Linked DNA regions of Sus scrofa: region 2 is linked to region 1. A link is a contact called in public HiChIP or PLAC-seq data. All regions are on one chromosome and are shown on one strand. Each heading gives the region's core, a stretch centred on a gene start, on an enhancer-like site or on the middle of the called end of the contact. The rest is flanking DNA. Distances are from core to core; before and after follow the strand shown. Region 1 holds the start of MANF (mesencephalic astrocyte derived neurotrophic factor). Region 2 holds the start of PARP3 (poly [ADP-ribose] polymerase 3).

What was found. HiChIP or PLAC-seq counts read pairs in DNA pulled down with a chosen protein or histone mark.
Region 2: an H3K27ac HiChIP or PLAC-seq map of alveolar macrophages shows a contact between it and region 1. The contact joins the promoter of PARP3 here to the promoter of MANF in region 1. A contact is called at or near these places in 1 of 47 Hi-C or Micro-C datasets (liver) and 1 of 2 datasets of contacts at active chromatin or transcription factors (alveolar macrophages).

What each region holds. Positions count from the first base shown.
Region 1 is chr13:33,655,299-33,661,269 of Sscrofa11.1, reverse strand. It overlaps MANF (mesencephalic astrocyte derived neurotrophic factor), which reads right to left and starts at 2,991. Exons shown (of 4, transcript NM_001244655.1): 1 at 2,864-2,991; 2 at 2,011-2,138; 3 at 1,111-1,252. The coding sequence starts at 2,948. DOCK3 (dedicator of cytokinesis protein 3) reads right to left here. Exons shown (of 55, transcript XM_021068838.1): 55 at 4,137-5,971.
Region 2 is chr13:34,072,756-34,078,726 of Sscrofa11.1, reverse strand. It overlaps PARP3 (poly [ADP-ribose] polymerase 3), which reads right to left and starts at 2,233. Exons shown (of 10, transcript XM_013981755.2): 1 at 1,734-2,233; 2 at 1,263-1,388; 3 at 856-1,044; 4 at 504-636; 5 at 198-424. The coding sequence starts at 1,916. It overlaps RRP9 (U3 small nucleolar RNA-interacting protein 2), which reads left to right and starts at 3,302. Exons shown (of 15, transcript XM_003358455.4): 1 at 3,302-3,471; 2 at 3,698-3,780. The coding sequence starts at 3,385.

The DNA of each region.
Region 1 (5,971 bases), core at 1,742-4,241:
CAATGAGTTCACAATCAAGTGTGCTGGTGCTGTTTAGTCACTTTTTATTTTGGCTATGCCTGCACTCGGAGAACTTTACAGGCCAGTGATAAACCTGTGCCACAGCAGCGACCCAAGCCACAAGAGTGACAATGCCAGATCCTTAACCTATTGATCCACCAGAGAATTCTTGTTGGTGCTGTTTAAATTTTACGAAAATGACAACTATTCTTGGCCCTGACTCCTTTCCGAAGTCCAAGAGTGTTTTTCCCACCAGAGACTTATTCAGCAAAAGAGATGCCTTGCACCCATAATCTTGCGCTTGCCCGTTGAGAAACAGCCTTTTTTTTTTTTTTTTTTTTTTTTCTTTTTTCCTCTTTGGTCTTTTTGCCTTTAATAGGTGCTCCCACGGCATATGGAGGTTCCCAGGCTAGGGGTCAAATCGGAGCTGTAGCTGCTGGCCTACACCAGAGCCACAGCAACAAGGGATCCAAGCCGCGTCTGCAACCTACACCACAGCTCACGGCAACGCCGGATCCTTAACCACCTGAGCGAGGCCAGGGACTGAACCCGAAACCTCATGGTTCCTAGTCGGATTCGTTAACCACTGAGCCACCGCGGGAACTCCATAGAAAGAGCCTTTCTTTTCAAAGCAATAAAGATCATTGGCCTGCAGAGCTTGCACCCTGTTAAAGCCAAGCCAGACCACACCCCTTCTCTGCTCAAAAACGAACATTCCCATCTTTCCTCAAACTAAAAGCCAAATTCTGGCAATCTGCAAGGCCCCCTGTGACTTGCCCACCCATGAGTCATGCCACTGGCTGCCTTTACATTGCCTGTTTACTCTGCCTGAAGTGCTCTTCCATTAATTGTGTCCTTAGTAAATCCCTCACCTCCTTCAAAGTTTGCTGAAATGTCACCTCCTCAATGAGGCCTATTCTGACCTCCACCCACCATGATGAATGATCAAATACATGCAACTCCTCACCCCCATTAAGCACAACCTACCATGCCATATATCTCACTCAAAAAGGCTCTAATTTATCATGTGCCTCCCCAAACTAGAAAGTAAACTTCATTAATTTTACTGCAGAGTGGGGTGCAGTGTTAGTTAAATAAGGCCACACTCACCATACTTTAGCTCACAGATCTGGCTGTCCTTCTTCTTGAGCTTCTCACAGATCTTCTCCACAGGGATGTGGTGGGCCAGGGGCTTCGACACCTCATTGATGATCTTGGTGGCTGCATCATCTGTGGCCCCAATGTAGTAGCACTGCAGCAAGAAAGGACAATGGCCTTCAGGAGGTGCCGCTCCAGAGCTGTCTCCTCCAACATACTGATACCCCAAAAAAATCTTTCTCTGCCAGGGCCTCATTTTCCCATGTCCCGCCTGGACTGGCAGTCAGATTCAGCCAGGCTCTTAACACATGCTTAGTCCCAGAGCTGACAAGACACTAGAGGAATTGAAAAGTCACCGGGATTCAAAGCTTTAATTAGAAAAGACAAACCAGAGACTGCCAGGGGAGTCAAAGCTACAAAGGCCATCTCTTCATTAGGGCTTCTGTCCTCGATTCAGCCGTGGCCTACCCTGTGCACACTTTGTTATCTTCTGTCCTCATGCATGCTCAACATAGCTCTGGCCTCTGGGCACTCATACTGGTTGTTCCCTCTGCCTGGGATGCTCTTCCTTTACCTCAATGGTGACCCTTTCTCAGAAGAATTCTTGATTATTGCCTAAATCAGCACCTACCCTCTCTACTGTACCATCCTGGCCCATTTTCTTCATGACACTCATCCCACCGCATCATTTGCCTGTCATTTCTCTCCCCGGATACTCCCAGTGCCCACCACACAGTAGGTGTTTAACCAATACTAAGAGGATAACATCACAACTGCAGAATACAGAAAGCACTTCAGTCTTATCTTAGTTCCCTGACAGAACAGGTGACCTGAACAGGCAGGTGGGCAGGGCCTTTTACTGAAAGGCTTGTGAAAGGAAAGGTTCAACACTGGCCAGGGCCAGCTACTCACCAACCGATTCTCTTTGCCTCTGGCTTCACGGCAGAACTTTGTAAGTTCTTTTTCAATAGAGGCTGGTGAGAATGTGACATCTCTGTCTTTGAGGTCCTGATAAAATCTTCCCAGGTAAGAAATACAAACTGGAAAAGAGAAGGAAGGAAGATGATCAGCAATCATGGAGTTGCACCCCAATCCACCAGGAAGGAACTCCATCCGCAATTTTAATAGGTGACACGGAGAGAGGAGTTCTTCCATCACCGGATTTTCTCAGGTGCCCACAGGTAGAAGGAACCGCGCTCCAGTTGCTAAGTCCCCTGGTACACCTGGAGCATGCAAGGAAAGAGCATCACCCAAAGACCCACAAAAGGGCTCCTCCTCGCTTTTTCCATAAAGTTTATGCAGAGACTGAACACGTGTCCTTGAGATGGACCCACTGTGACCTCGCAATTGGACAATTCGAGGCCCAAGAGAAAAAAAGATCCGAATGCTGCTCATTTCCAAATACAACGCCGAATCCCGAGGTGCGGCTTCGCAACCAGACCAGGCGCGGTGCCTACTGCCCGGCCTCAGGACTCCCGACCCGGGCCAGGGCCGCTCCTGGGCGCCTCTGCCCAGTGATGGGAAAGGACCACAACTCCGGCATTATTTAAATTTCTAGCCAAGTTTTCTGTATGATTTAGTCCCAACTTTTTTCTCATCGAACCAATGTTTTTTAGGCCCAGGAAATGTTTTCTAGGCCCGGCATCGGCCCTCCCGGGGCACCCCCGCCCGTTTCTGCCCCAGCATCCTGGCCGCTCCGTGGTTTGGTTGGAGTCAGCGCCGCCGCCAGGCCGGCCACGGCGCGCGGATCCCGACCCCGCCGCACCTTCACAGTCGCCCGGCCGTAGGGCCCGGCTTGCTGGCAGCACGCTCAGAGCCAGCGCCACTGCCAGCCCGTGAGTGAACCACATTCTCCACCACCCGCCGCCGCCACCGCCGCCGCCCGACTGAACCGCGCCCGCTGCGCGGCGCTGTCTCCAGGTCCCGGCCGCGCGCCGTAGCTCCCTATTGGCGGGCGGCCCCCGCACCCTCCCACACACCGCGCCCCCATTGGTCCACGCGCCTCGGAGCCCAGACGGGCCGCTCCACGCTGCCCTTCTCCATTGGCTGGTGGCGTCGCCCGCCCTCGGCCCTAGACAGTTGTCGGCCGCTGATTGAACCAGGGAGGCCCGCCGGAAGCGGCTGCGTCAGCGGCGGAAGCGGTTCGGACCGCCATCTTGGTTAGGGGCAGCGGCTGTGGCTGAGGCGGAGGGCGGGGGATTAGGGTGGCGTTTGGTTGTTGCCCCGCGCCTGTTGAACTGCCCTACAGATTCGGTGTTCTAGGCCTGGCGCCCGCCCAAAAAACCCTACGGACCTTCCCTCCCGGGCCTCAACTCGTGACGCTGGTCAGGGGTTCTGGGGTCAGACTCAACCCAGCAGGGCGGGGAGGGCGGTCGGCTCGGAAGAGGTTTCTTTTTTCGTAGACGATCACGTGGGCAGGGGAACCAGTCTTCGGGGAGCGCCTGCGAGGCCCACTGACCGCATCCAAATTGTCCTAGCCGCTCAGGCTCCTATCTCCTGGTCCAGGGGTGGCCGGAGCCCGCCTCGGACGGCCGACAGGAGGACCCCGGCCGGGGTAGACGGACTCTGGGCCGTCCTGGAGCTGAGAGAGGCGCCCTGGTCAGGGCTTGTTGCTTGCTTTTGGTCAGGTGCATCCAGTCTCACAGTGGGGAGGCCTGGGGCTTCGGAGGTTTGTCCCCGACGCTGGAGAGTCTCCCCCTTTCCTCACTAGCTCCGGAGCCTTGCCCGAGGAGGCTGGCTCGCCTCCTCCAGCTTCCCAGCCGACCGCTCAGGAGGGGCCCTGGCTGCCGAGGGCGCTTCCTTAGGAGGGTTCTGTGGGTCGGCGGACAAGCAGTGGAGGTGGTTTTCTCTTTGCTTCCTCTATATTTTGGTGCAGGGATGGGCTACCTGTCCTTGAAGGCACGACGTGGGAAAGGTTGTTTCTGTGCTCAGGGCAGAAAAGAGATTTCTATGGGACTAAGTGGGGCTTGGAGCCCAGCGACAAGGGTTGGTGGGGGGCACTTGGGCTGCTCCCATTCAGTGAATTCAGTGGGTCAGTATCAGGTATTCATCTTTAATTCACATCACAGCAGTCAAGGGAGTAGGGGAAGGGGGGAAATCAAGTGGCAGATATTTACATCTAAAATTCACATTACTTGTTAGATTTAGAACATGCTACCACAATATATACAGTAAAATACCTTTTGGGACACTAGCACAAAAAAATTTTTTTTTCTTTTAACTTTGCTTTCTGGTACAGGTTAAGACCATTTTAAAGTCACTTCTTTTAAACATAAATACACAAAAGAAATGGTTAGAAGTTTTCTTATTTTAAATAAGCACAGAATGCCAGAGGTTAAAAACACATTTATAGGGCTGAATACCAATAGGACATCACACTCTATACATTTTTTGCTCAAATTCCTGTACAAATACACAGCATTCAAATAGATATTTACAAATAAGCTTGAAAGAATGAAAGTCAGTATTTCACGATCTTCAAAGGATTCTCATATCTGGCTTCCACTTCCCCTCAGACTGGCTGATTTGGAATATGTCCTTTCTATCCAATTAAGGAAAATAGGGAAAACACAAACCTGGATTTGGAATATATCCTTTCTATCCAATTAAGGAAAATAGACAGGGAAAACACAAACCTGGCTCAACCTACATAAGCCAAGGCCAAACAAAGCCACGCTCTGCTCTCTACCCTCCTATGCCACCAGGTGAAGAAGTGGCTGTTCCTATGTGATGACTGTCTTGTCCAGGGATTGAGGTTCAGAAGTGCCCTAAAATCTAGAGATGCCATCCTACCTAAGAAATTCACAGCTAATCCCAACTGTCACACTTTTGTGAACACTAGATGGTCCAGGCCTGCCAGACTAACCCACTCTGCCTGGAGTCTCCCTTAAAGTATAAGAAAGGATCTACACTGGTGATAGATATCTCCAGACATCCTGAAGGTAATGTGGTCCTCCCCCAGCCCCATCTTTCCTCCTTACTTGCTGGCAAGCTACATTTGTTTACATGTGAAAAACACCCTAACCATAGAGGTCAGATGGGCCAACAAAAGAGGAGCTAGGGGAGAACACACGTGCTCAACTAGGAGAAGGCAGGCTTGCGACCGTCAAAGTCATGAACTCAAGCAAATGAAAGAAATGTTTTGTAGACTTTTTGTTTTTTAAGTAACTTAGAAGCACCCTGGTAAAACACTATTACCACCCTACCCTATCCCCCTAAATAATAAACCAAGAGGAAAATCAGTGTTCTGACCTGAGTTTCCTATAAAGATACCACTGTCTTCTGCCCAAAAGACTGGAGAGGCTTAAGCAACTGCCTTCCTGCCCACCCTGACCCTGAGTGGCAGTCCCCATGGGCCTGGAACTGGGGTCCAGCACTTGGCCACTGGGAGAGAATAATTCAATCTGTGTGGCTCTCCTTCTAAAAGAAGAAGCTCCCTCCCACTCTTTTCACCCTGGAGCTTGCTGAACCTGACCAGGAGTCCTCAGGCCTTCCTTAGAAGCCTGGCTGGGCAGACAACCCCACTGCTTGGAGGTAGTGCTGAAAATCCCTGATGCAGGAGCTGGGTGACAGGCACTCTGGCCACTTCTGAAAACCCCGAGGATTTCTGGCTCCTGCTATACCTCAGCCTCATCCTTATGCCAGCTTGTCTCAACCCGTGGCTGCCCAGGCCCGGGGGAGAAAGGTAGCTATGGTAGTCCCTCTGTCTCCACGCTCCCATTCAAGCCCGAGAAGGCAGGAGATAACCACTGCGGATCCATTCACCAAGGGCACGGGGTGCTGCTGCAGGGCATGGGGTATATTCAGGAGGGGAGCAAATGGTCAGAAATAAAAACGATGGAGGGGAAAGTCCAAGGTAGAGTAGGAGGCAGGG
Region 2 (5,971 bases), core at 984-3,483, 420 kb before region 1:
CTCCCTCCCATGTTACTAGAACCATGGCCACCCCACCTGTCTTGTCCATCTGCTCAGCCCCACCCCATCTATCTGTTTAGCCTTCTCCTCCCCTGTCCTTCAGCCTGCCCAATGCAGTCCATCTATCTGTTCCCCATCTCCCTTGCTCAGTCTGTCTATCTGGTACCCCCACTGCCTGCCCACCTGCCCACCCTCACCAGCAGCATGTCCTTCTTGGCCTGCAGAAGCTCAGGGGAATTGATGGGCGGAGGCCGGTTGCGGCCAAAGTTGTGGGGAATGACGGTGTAGAAGTGGGAGGACAGCTCCTCCAGGCTGAGGCCACTGTGTGCAGGGGCTTTCAGGGCCACCTCCAGCGCCTCCAAGGCCTCAAAGCCCCGGGCAATCTGCTGCTTGCTCAACTTTCCCAAGGGCATCTTCTTCACATCTAGGGGGATGTAGAGATTCAAAACACAGCCCTGCCACCCCTGGGCCCCTGCTACCCTGCCTGGCCCCTCCCCCCTCACCGAGGTTCATGAGGGCCATGGCATTCTTGAACATGTCCTTGCTGAAGATGTTGGTGATGAGCTTCTGTGTGGCTGCATCCAGGGAGCAGGGCTGCACCTGCTGAACCACAGTCCTCACTGGGCCTCCGTCTACCTAGGGGTAGAGGGCACGTGTGGGCAGGAGCGGCTGGGCAGGGCACCCGCACCTGAAGCGTGGCCTGGCATTCGACAGAGACTAGCCAGACTGAGGCCAGAGCTGGGAGGCTTGTGCCTGAGGCTGCATGGCTGGGCAGTGGCAGAGCCCAATCAGCTGGGTCTTGCTGTTTAGCCCCACCCTTGGCCCAGGCCCTCCCTCTCTCCCTGGCCACTTTACCTTCACCACGGCTTCTTGGACCTTGTCCTCTCTCTGTACATCAATAAGTGTGTACTTGCCGGGGTGGGCCACAAAGTATTCCCTCTCTGCCCAGCTGTTCTTAGTCTTGTCCCGAAATTTCTTCTCAAAGTCTTTCTTTGCATCCTCCAGTGACACGAAGTGGCTGAGCTTCGACTGGCCCACCTCTCCCTGCAAGTAACAGCTTTCAGGGGTGTGCCCACCCCAGTGCCCACCGTCAGTATTTGCTGGCCTCTGTTGTGCAAGCCCTGTGGACAACAGAGGTAGGGAGGGGGCAGCTGTGGCCTTTGGGCCTGAGTAAGCTGTAGAGACCCCAGGGGGCAAGGGGTGTGCACTGAGCATGGAGAGGTATGGAGGAGGCAGGCACAGGTTGGGCGGGTGGCACTCACCACACGGCCCCAGCGGTTCCAGCAGATGAAGCGGTCACCCTCTTCCAGCAGCTGGATGATGTAGAACTTGTTGTTGTTACTCCCGATGTTGGTCTGGTTCAGGGTGCAGTCGTAGTCTTCATGCACCTGTGGCCCAAGAGAGTGTTGTGTGTGGGGGTGTCAGGCTGGCTTAGGCCACCCTCGAGTGGGATGGGGTACCTGGCTGCATGCTGACAGAGGTCAGACTACACTGGGGTGTCAGAAGATGTCTTATCTAAGAACATTGCCTTAAGTGTGGTAGCGGGAGGCTTGAGAAGCTCAAGGGCCTGCCCTGGGGTCTGAAGAGTAGACATGACCCATCTAGATCTGATGGGATATAGCCTTTCAGAGCCTTGAGTTACATGGCCAGAACCAAGCAGGAGGGGAGAGGTCTGAATATATTTGTACACAGGAGAGAGGAGGTGCCGGGACTGGCCAGGAACTACAGCTTACCTTGGTCCCGGGGTTGTGGCTGAGTGGGCACAGGGGGTCCACTCGGATGATGCGCTTCTCTGTGGGTGCAGCTCTGAGGGCCTCAGCAGTGGAGCGGAAACTGTCCTCCTCTTCTGCCCCCTGCCTCCCCTTCTTCTTCTCAGGGCCCTCACGTTGCACCCCAGGCTTGCGCTTTGGAGCCATGGCTATTCCGGGACACAGAGAGGGCCCTCAGTCCTCTGTGGCCTTTGCACCCCACCTAGCTGGAATAGCACCAGCTTGCCCCACCCTGAGTTTGCCCTTTGGTGATCTCCCACTGCTTGCCCCCGCCCCCTGTGCCTCAATTTCCCCACTCCCACATCCAACCAAAACTAGCTCTCTGCACCCTAGAAACGCCCCTTTTTCCAGTCACAGAGACCAGGCCAGTCCCGTGACCGGGCTGCCCAGTCTGGTCAAGGAAGAGGAGCTCTCCACCCTCTCTAGCTCTCCCGTGTGTCCTGAGGTGAAAGGAAAGTGAAACAAGAATCTCCCCACTCCAACCTTTGGGCTCCTCCCCCCCCCCAGCACTCTGTTCCTCCCCCCTCTCAGCTAACTTGGGCCTGGCAGGGTTGCTGGGCTGAGTCATCCAGCTATGGAGGAGAGTGGGCAGTGGCTCCTGGGGGCAGCACTCCTGAGGCCAGATCTGTCCCTCCAGAGCTTGGAACGTAGTGGTGCAGAAACCCTCCCAGCAGGCTCAAGAGTTCTGAGGTACCAGTCAGTGCTGGACCACGGCTTCGAACTGCCAGAGAGCAAGAGCCAGTCACATTCAACCTGCCCTGCCCTGCCCTGGGGAAGGCTGTGGGCACGGCCATAGGGCACTCACCTAAGAGAAGCAGGGACCTGGGAAAGGTGGCTGCCACTGGGTGGGTACCTCCCAGACAGTGCTGGTCCCAGCAACCCTCTGTAAGCTTTAGTGAAGCAGAGAAAGAACTTGGGATGAGTAGGATTCCAGCTATTTGGCCCCCGGTCGGGTGAGTCAGAGGCTGGGCAGGACGAGGGCAGCCTGTCCCATGGATGGGTGGACACTTGATCAGACACAGCCAAGGCCCAGGGGTCTGGTGCGCCCTTAGCGCTGCTCATCTGGCCTGAGGCATGCAATATGTCTCCACCGGTTGTCTACGGGCCTTGGGCCCAGGTGCAGTCACTGCTTCGCTCACCCCGGAGCTACCTGTATCCCTCCCCCCCGGTTATTTAGTGCCAGACTGGTTCACTCTGGCACCCGCCCCTGACAGGGAGGAGTCACACTCCAGGAAAAAGAACCCCGTATCTCTGGCGCCCCCTACTGTCCAAGAGGTGCAAACACTGAGAAGGCGTCTGGGTCCGACCACTCCTTAGACGTCAGCCAGCAGCAGGGCGCACGCGCCGTAGCCTTGGGCCGGAAACGCCCAGGAGAGGCTTGCTTCCTACAGGAGCCTGGCGTGGGAGCCTATGGGAGCCCTAGGAGGCTTGGCTATAGGAGTTCATCCAATGGGAGCTTGGAGGCGTGACAGAACCAATCGAAGGACCCAGCGGAGCCGTGGGAGGCGGGGCCCACCGAGCAGTGGTAGCCTATCCGCGTGTGGAGTCTTGCGGACGCCCGGGTTTAGCCGCCACGTGAGTTCCTCGGTGTTAGCTGCAAGGCATAGTGGGCGACATGTCGGCGACCGTGGCGGCTCGAAAGCGGGGAAAGTCAGCCTCAGGAGCCGGGGCTGGTGCGGGGGCCGGCAAGCGGCGGCGAAAGGTGGGCGTGGCGCTTTGGCGGGCGGAGGTCAATCCCGCTACAGGGACCACCATCATCCCATCCTGGGGACCCGGTGGGACTCCACCTGGAGTCAGCTTCGTTCCTCATTCCATGCGCCAGATACTGAAAAGCCTTTCCCAGTGGCTCTCGAGGGACCGTAAGGGCCCTTGGTCAGTGCCAGGGTGGTCGGGACCCCTGACCAAAGAAAGTATTAAATAATTCCTAGGGCGACTCTTCTGGGGACAAGGGCAAGTCCAAGGGTGGCGGCAAGATGAATGAGGAAATATCCAGTGACTCGGAAAATGAAAGGTGAGTTTTTTCCCACCTAGTGGAAAGAAACACTGGCGCCCATGGTGTATGGAAGGAGTACTCAGAAAGTAATGGCAGAGCTGAGTCTAGAACCCAAGACTCTGGCTCTTGTTTCTCTGATCTTGGCTCTTTGTTCCAGTTTCTGACCCTGAGAACTCTCATCTTCCCTGCAGGGTCTCTGTGTGGGGAGGATTTTCAGTCCCAATGAGAGACCAATGAGAGATTCCTGGCTTATGGCAGGGAGCTGAATTCCAGGCAAAGAAAGAGTGATGCAAGAAATGCTTGCTAACTCTTCATTCTGTTCTCCCACAACTTCACAATTACTGAGAGTTTCCCCCTAACTCTCAACATATGCCATGTGCTGGCTTCACTGTTGAGGGAACAGAGATGAGAAGGCAGGTGAAGACAGAATCTGTTGTGAGGGATGTGTATCTTAGAGCTGTGTGTTCTGGGAACAGAGGAGGGGATGTTTAAGATCTGGAGAGATGAGGAGTCGTCCCTCATGGAGAGGTAGGGAAGGCATTCAGGGATCAGAGAAAAGTCTGGGGTTAAGCGGGCCACGTGGGAGCTGAAGAAGATAGAAGGGCAGGTGGTGGCTGAACCCAGAGTGTGGAGAGCTTTGAGTCGCTCCTTTATTCTGCAGGTGACTGGAATGGAGCATGTTGTAGAGTTCAAAGGGAGCTTGCAAAGTGTCAGGCCTGACTCTGTGGAATGGAAACTGTCATACCAGGTAATCTTGGTGCCTTCCTTAAGAGTCAGCTTTAGAAATTCTCCTTCTAAAATTGGGTACATGGGAGTTCCTGTCATGGCTCAGCAGGTTAAGAGCCCAACATAGTCTCCGTGAGGATGCAAGTTTGATCCCTGGCCTCAATCAGTGGGTTAAACATCTGGTATTGCCACAGGCTGTGGCGTAGGTCCCAGATTCAGCTTGGTTTAGTGGCTATGGAGTAGGCCAGCAGCTGCAGCTACAATTTGACCCCTAGCCCAGGAACTTCCATATGCTGCAGCCAGGTGTGGCCCTAAAAAGAAAAAAAAATTGGGTACATGTTGGTCTTAACTTACTTACAGAAGAATTTAGTATACTTTTTGTAGTCCTAATGTTACTGGGATGAGTGTGTGCCCAGCCCTGTGCTAAGCACTTTTAAATATTTTAAAAATGTGTTGTGAAATGTATTAGCTACAGAAGAGTTAATGAAATGTAATTGTACCATAGAGAGTAATGATGAAATGATGAACCTCTGTGCACCCACCAGAGCTATACCTTTTTTTTTTTGTCTTTTTGCCATTTTCTTGGGCCGCTCCCATGACATATGGAGGTTCCCAGGCTAGGGGTCTAATTGGAGCTGTAGCCGCCGGCCTACACCACAGCCACATCAACATGGGATCCGAGCCGTGTCTTTGACCTACACCACAGCTCATGGCAACGCTGGATCCTTAACCCACTGAGCAAGGCCAGGGATCGAACCCGCAACCTCATGGTTCCTAGTCGGATTCGTTAACCCCTGTGCCACAACAGGAACTCCCAGAGCTATACTTTTTGCAGAAACTTAGAAGCCCTAGCTGCCAATCCAGACTAGAATTAATCATCTCTTTGGTTTCCTTTCTTTTTCTTTTTTTTTTTCATTTTCTCATTCAGGTATAATTTATATACAGTAATCTTCACCTTTTTTAGTGTACAGTTCTGTGAGTTGTGACAGACGCATATAGTCAAGTGACTGCCACCACTATAAAGAGTTTACCACCCTCCAAAAATTCTTCTCTGCTCCTGTGTAGTCAGTTTCTCCCCCTCCCCCAGCCCCTGGTAACTGCTCTCCTTAGAGTTTTGCCTTTTTTAGAATGTCATATAAGTGAAATCATAACAGTGTATATATTTCCCTTGGTTTTCTTTCTTTCTTTTTTTTTTTTTTTTGTCTTTTTGCCATTTCTTTGGCCACTCCTGTGGCATATGGAGGTTCCCAGGCTAGGGGTCTAATCGGAGCTGTAGCCACTAACCTACGCCAGAACCACAGCAACGCGGGATCCGAGCCACGTCTCAACCTACACCACAGCTCACGGCAACGCCGGATCCTTAACCCACTGAGCAAGGCCAGAGATCGAACCTGCAACCTCATGGTTCCTAGTCGGATTCGTTAACCACTGAGCCACGACGGGAACTCCTCCCTTGGTTTTCTTTAGAGTTCTGCTTCCCATA